2 separate regions of the Rattus norvegicus genome follow, and region 2 is linked to region 1. The links are chromatin contacts, called in public Hi-C maps. All regions are on one chromosome and are shown on one strand. The core of a region is the stretch at or near the end of the contact, and the rest is flanking DNA. Distances in the headings are between cores, read along the strand shown.

Evidence for each region. Hi-C and Micro-C count contacts between places; a contact is called where the count stands out from the background.
Region 2: a Hi-C map of liver shows a contact between it and region 1, with 2.5 times the contacts expected there. The contact joins two enhancer-like sites. A contact is called at or near these places in 1 of 12 Hi-C or Micro-C datasets (liver) and 1 of 1 datasets of contacts at active chromatin or transcription factors (oligodendrocytes).

What each region holds. Positions count from the first base shown.
Region 1 is chr12:5,548,697-5,551,939 of GRCr8, reverse strand. The region is part of intron 1 of Stard13 (StAR-related lipid transfer domain containing 13); the gene reads left to right. Among named protein-coding and RNA genes, the nearest start is that of Stard13, 20 kb to the left of the region's middle. Within about 2 kb of position 1,754, at least 4 of the 93 cell types and tissues checked have an H3K27ac peak or open chromatin away from gene starts, as enhancers often do. A contact at or near this core is called in liver, where this site is marked.
Region 2 is chr12:5,725,170-5,728,412 of GRCr8, reverse strand. It overlaps LOC102549089 (a long non-coding RNA gene), which reads right to left. Exons shown (of 4, transcript XR_005491747.2): 3 at 1,716-3,243; 4 at 1-1,018. It also overlaps a transcript of Stard13 not described here. Among named protein-coding and RNA genes, the nearest start is that of Rfc3, 110 kb to the left of the region's middle. Within about 2 kb of position 1,777, at least 76 of the 93 cell types and tissues checked have an H3K27ac peak or open chromatin away from gene starts, as enhancers often do. A contact at or near this core is called in liver, where this site is marked.

The sequences.
Region 1 (3,243 bases), core at 505-3,004:
CCCCACACTTTAGTGGGTGTACCTGGAACAGGCTTCATGCAGTATTCCCAGAGTTGGAGATGGATGGTCGGGAGAGAGAATTCCAAGTTCTGCTCTCAGTGGTTCATCTGTTGCTCTCATCGCTGTGTATTTTGCTGTCATGTTGCTTCCCCTTCCAGCCATTTTGCAGACAGTCTCCCTGCTGGCATTACTGTAGGACAAGGAAGGAATTGATGCTTTCCAGCCGACAAGAAAACCCTTAGGTTGCGGCTTGAGATTATGTCCCATCCACTGGCCTTGTGTCTTTCTTAGAATCTAGGTAGCTGGGCTCCAGTCCAGAAGGATGGACTGCCCCCACTTCTTTGAGAGGCATAGTGTCCTTGAAGACTGAGAGCCCACCTCTAGAGAGCTCTGACTGGAGAGCTCACCCCTGTATGGACACCATTGCTCTACCATCGGTATCCCTCCTGGAAGGGTTAGGATAGAGCAGTGGCAAACATCCCATGAGATCCATTTTAGTCATTTCAGTAACTGGCATAAACATGGAAAGGCACTACCTCTTAGCACTGAACATAATTGTTTCCTGTATCGTGTATACTGTTACAATGTGTACTCATCACCATCACTGCAACCATATAACCAACAGAAACAACTTAATGGAAGAATGACTGTCTTGGGCTCCATGCTTCAGAGCTTCTTGTAAGGGAGAAAGTCTGTTGTAATAATGTTTCATCTCCATCCGGAGTTTCTACCTCGCCTTTGACTATTCAGTTCCCAGATAAAAGACAAACACCACCTTTACACTTACAACGAGCCTTACACAGAACAAGAGCTGGGCAGATGTAGACCCTCTATACTATTAAAATCTATTTCCTATCTATAACTCCAAGTTATTACTTACCGTGTTTCATCTGGGTTGCTCTTAACTCCAATTGGCCATTCCTCAGGGCCACATTTTCATGACTCACCTAACCCATGGTGACCTCTACTTAGTCTCCACTTTGTCCTCTCCTCTCCTGGTTCTCCTCCCATCCCCCAGACTGAACCCTAAACCCCACCTATGTCTCTTCTGCCCAGCTATTGACTGTCAGCATCTTTATTATTCACCAGTCAGAATAACTTGGGAGCAAGGTCACATAACTCACTTGGGTCTGTGTGCAGACTCTCTCGTCTCTGGGACAACCAGGTGCTTGGGGGCCTGGTTAGCATTGCAACACACAGCAAAAGACCAGACCTCAACAAATGTCATGGTGTCTGGAACTTGTGGCCAAGGAAAGTTGTTCAGCTAGCTTCTAGCAGACAGGAAGCAGGGAAGAACAGGAATGGCTCAGAGATAACACGCCCCTGAGGACCTTCACTCAGTGACCCATTTCTTCCAGTTAGGCTCTACCTTTTATGTTCCTAGAGCATCTGAAAATAGCCTCACCACCCAAGAACAAGCATTTCGCACTTGGGCCCACGAAGCCTATTTCCTATTCAGTGCTAAGTATCTTAGAAAACACTTGGCCAGAGTTGACTGGGTACAGGATGCTGGCTGGTGTGTGATGCAATAACCATGTAAACAGGATTACTGCTCTCCAGGAGATTGCCCCCCAGTCAGATAAGATGTGTAAGCTGTCCTGAGGAGACAATTCAAGGGAGGGTATGGTTCATGGTGACTAATGGGATAACATAGCAGGCATCATTGAGGTAGAAATGTACACAGTCACCGAGGTAGAAGAGGCAAAGGGAAAAGGTCACTGGGCTGAGCTACGGGAAATAGCTGTGCTGCCACTGGTCAAAGGTCACAGGGAGCACCCGAAGTGGGACAGCAGAATGAGCCAGAATGTGTGGTTAGTAGACCTGGACTGTGGGTTAAAGTCAGTGCAATATACAAAATGAGTCTGGGCGGACTACCAGCGTCACTAGTCAGCAACCAAAAATATTTGAATACACAGAAGGAAGCCTTTCCTTTAGAAAGGTATATTCAAAAACACAAAAATGACATGGCCAAGTTAATGAACGAGGCACATGTTTGATAAGGTTCTGTCTAAGCATGGCTTCTTAGGGTTTCCACTGCTGTGAAGAGACACCATGACCAAGGCAACTCTTATAAGGGGACTGCATTTAATTAGGGCTGGCTTACAGTTTCAGAGGTTCAGTCCATCATCATCATGGCAGGAAGCATGGCAGCATCCAGGCAGACATGGTGCTGGAGAAGGAGCTAAGGGTTCTACATCTTAATCTGAAGGCAACCAGGAGAGACCATCTCTTCTGCACTGGGCGGAGCTTGAGCTCTAGGAGCCCGTAAAGCCCACCCACACAGTGATGCACTTCCTCCAACAAGGCCACACCTCCTAATAGTATCCCATGGGCCAAGCATAGTCAAACCATCACACATGGTAAATGACGATCTCATTTAATCCACCTCATGCTATGTTCTATGGATGGTCTTATTGGAAATTAAGAAACTGAGGTCCCAGAGCGGAGAGTCAAGCAATGTGTCAAGTTAAGCTCAAACAACCAGCAAACCCAAGAGTTGACCTGGCTTGTCTGACCAAAGCCTGCATTCCTCCATTGTATGTGGCTACTGTTGTCACTGCTCATGTTGATCTGCTCCTCCTCCTCCCATATACCCTAAGAAACATGAGTCTTCCCTGCGGCCATAAAGAGCAAACACATAGGGGTTGGCAAGGTGACTCCAGCAGTTAAGAACAGTTGCTCGTCCAGAGGGCCTGGGTTCAGTTCCCAGCAACCACGTGGTGGCTCACAACTACAGCTCCAAGGGGTCTGATGCCCTCCTCTGGCCTCCATGGGCGATTCACCCACACGGGATACACACATACATGCAGGCAAACAACTTCTGTGCAAGAAATAAATTTAAATAGGTCTCAGGGTGTATATGTGACTAAAGGGAAACGCCAGTTAAATTGACCCGACTTGTTTGAAATACCAGGGAACTACAAGATCAATTCGTAAATACATCAATGAGCAAACGTTCCCACAGGAGCCTCATTTACCAATTGGCAAAGAGTTAGCATTTTATGAAGAAAGAATTCCAAACGCGAACCATTTCCGAAGCCATCTCGAAATGTTTAAATATTTTATGAAGTATGAAATTACATGTGTCAGCCTCCGGCATGCTGCCCTGCTGATAAAGAATAAAAAATACTCACACAGGTTTTGTTTTTGTTTTTGTTTTTTAATAAGAGCTGTTATTGTGAGGTTTTACCGCTCTGACTGAATTTTAATCTGTATTTTGAATCTAGCTGCAGGTTAAATCCA
Region 2 (3,243 bases), core at 528-3,027, 180 kb before region 1:
ATACGCAGTTTATGTGTATTATTATTTTATGTATGTCTGTGTACCGTGTGCATGCCTGGAGCCAGACTTAACCCCCGAGCCATCTCACTAGTGCCTGGTAATGGAAGTCTTACTGAGTCATTATAAAAATACCATTTCACTTATCTTCACAGTTAGATACACTATCTTGTAATTAAAGGCAATATAATCTTTATAGTAATCACTCACAACTTCAGTAAACAACTTAACTTTTTAGTATTAAAAAATTACTTTTAGGAATAACTTTAGCTACGAACACGGCAAGCCTATCTATGAACAGCTGTATTTCTATTGGGTACAAAAGGAAGGGTTACCGAGAGTAAGGCATTTACCGATAGCTTAGGGTCAAATGCCACTGTCAAACTCAGAATACAAAGGCTTCAGGAAGCTTGCTCTTAAAAAACAAAACAAAACAAAAAAAAACCAACCAAACAAACAAAAAAAAACCGAAAGCAGCGTGAAGATTTTAAATTACATAGTAGGGGTAAGGGGCAATGACTCAGTGAAAAGAATGAACTACAAAGAAGTTACAAAAGGAAAGGGATTTTTAAAAGATTATCTTCCAGGAGGTTAAATGTCTGTTGAAGTGATTTTTGTCCTTTTTTGAGTTACCGATTTTCAAGAAACTTTGAAGACAGAAATGGCATCGTAATTAAGAAATTTAGTATACCTGGTGTTACAGCACCCTCTACGACAGAGTCTACTTATATGAACGTGTTTTCCTAATGTGTGACTGTACAAAAGACATGGATTTAGCGCTTCGTTTACTCCCATTGCACTGGCCGGAAAGGCTACTAACCTGTCGGGTTTCAGTGTCAATACTGCAAAACCAGCAAACAGCGCTCTCAACAAAGCAATCTTGAATTCTAAACGATTCCAACTGTGGGCCTTAATCACCCAGCTCTCCTTCCACATCACCTCTCCCAGTCCTAAACTGTAGTGAACCGGACTCTTCAAAGTCTTCTGAATTCAAATGCATGCACAAGTAGGGAAACCAGTGCTGTAGGGGGGGAAAATGCCCAGTGACAAGTGAGCACAAATAAGGGACAATTCACTAACTTACACTGTGCGTCTTGATACACAATAACTGAAACAATACCTAACAGTGCTCCAAGTTTATTATATCTGGACTTTGAAACATGAACCCTTTAACAGTTATGTTCACTTTCTAGCTTTGGTGGAAATTCGTTTCCCCTTATCTAAAGGAAAGAACCACATGCAATCATAGCGAATATTTCATAGTTCTGAGATAAACCTGCTGAGACTGTCTTGGTTTAAAAACCTATTAATTTTCCTAATCCCTAATACTGCTCGTTTTCGCAACACCCGCTTAACGGATGTAATGGAGCAAAATATTTTTCTAACACAAGCTAACGAAAGGCTACAAAGTAAAGCCTTCTCTCTGCAAAACGAGAAATGGAGGACCTCGGTCCACTCCGACCGAAGAACCGAAGCGCAGTGTACAGAGAGCGCGGCCCAGAAATGAGGAAACAAAAAGCAGAACACGAGGAGGCAGGAACTGTGTTACTATGGCTTGAAAAGACGGAAAGAGGCCGGCTTCCTCCCGCTTGAGGTCCGTTCCCCTTCTGGACTCCAACCATTTCCGCTCAGAGTAACCACAAAACCCTTCCCGCGCGGGAACTCGGCAGAGGAGGAGTCTTGGGTCCCGCCCTTCTGGCGGAATGCATAAAGCCTACCAGAGCCGAGGAGTCTCTGGAATGTTCTGAAGGGAGGAAGCACGCCCCTCCGCGGGCTGAGGAACACTCGGCGCCAGATGGCGCTACCGCACCGAGAGCCAGAGCCTGCCCCTCAAGGGAGATGGGACGAGCTGCCACCGGAAGTGAGCGCTCAGCTAGCCTCCCGTCCCGGATATCCAGCCTTCTGGCGTGTTCCCGCGCGAGGGCGGAGCTACAACCGGAACCGGACTGCGAACGCGGGGCCTTGTGGAGGAAGAGCAAGGAGGAGCCTTGGAGGTTCTGACTTCCGATGCGCGCGCCTGGTCTTGGGGTGACCGCGAGGGGCGGGGCCTCCGGGCGCGCTTGCGCATTAGGAGGGCGTTGTTGCTTGAGGACTGCTCATTTCTCCATCTTTGATCGTTCGCAGGGGTCTACAGGCGAAAATGAAAGTGATGTCTTAGCAGGGTTTTGTTTGTTTTGTTGCTTCCCACCCGCAGGAGTTGGTTTCTGGCTGTAAATTCCGTTTCTGGAAATCTCTGGAAAGTTAGCGATGTACAAGGTAGTCTTTCTCGCCATTAATCCCTTTGAGTTCATCTCAGCTAGTGTCTGCGCTGGGCCTGATCTGATCGTCCTTGTCTCTCGTTACCTTCTGGCTCTTCGTGACAGCTAATAGGATCTAAGGATTTGGGGAAGCATATATCATGGGCTTTTAAAGCACTTAATTTGAGTGTTACTCTCTATTTTTTTTGTTAGGATGTTGGCATTCTGCATTCCGTGGTGTGGCTTTGCACCAGTTTGTTGAGAAAGCTGCCCGAGGAAAATCCCGCCCCTTTCCCACGTTGGCTGGCTGATTAAAACACATTTTTAAGTAGATGGACAGTACTTCGCCCTAGTACATGGGCTTTGTTTTGGTTTTAGATGTATCATGAGAAGTATGAACTTACATTGCAGAATGTATAAACAGTATTAGTGTACACACACACACACACACACACACACACACTTTAGACTAAAAGACAGTTTCCCAAAGCTCTCGAGTTTCCCAGAAATGTCCTCAGCTTTTGGTAAATGCTTTTAGGAATTCCAGAGGTCCTTGCCAAAGATTTAAATAAAGTCAAACATAAAAACGTAACAAAACACACACACACACACACACACACACCATTTTGTGTTGATCAATTTTGTTGGCCAATTACTTCTGGGCACGGGCCTTCCCTGAAATGTGGTTGATACTCCATTGGGGAAAATCGATTTTACCGTTCCCAGTATTATCAGTAGTAAATACCTCTTGGTTAGGAATGGAACTTGGTATTTTTTTTTTTAAAGATTTTATTTATTTTATGTATGTGAGTTATACTGTCAATGTTTTCAGACACACCAGAAGAGGGCATCGGATCCCATTACAGATGGTTGTGAGCCACCAGGTGGTTGCTGGAAAATGAACTCAGGACCTCTGGAAGAGCATTTAGTTCTCCTAACTGCTGAGCCATCTGTCCAGCCCGGAACTTTGTATTCTTTAACCCCTAGTTTGTATTGGGATTTTTTTTTC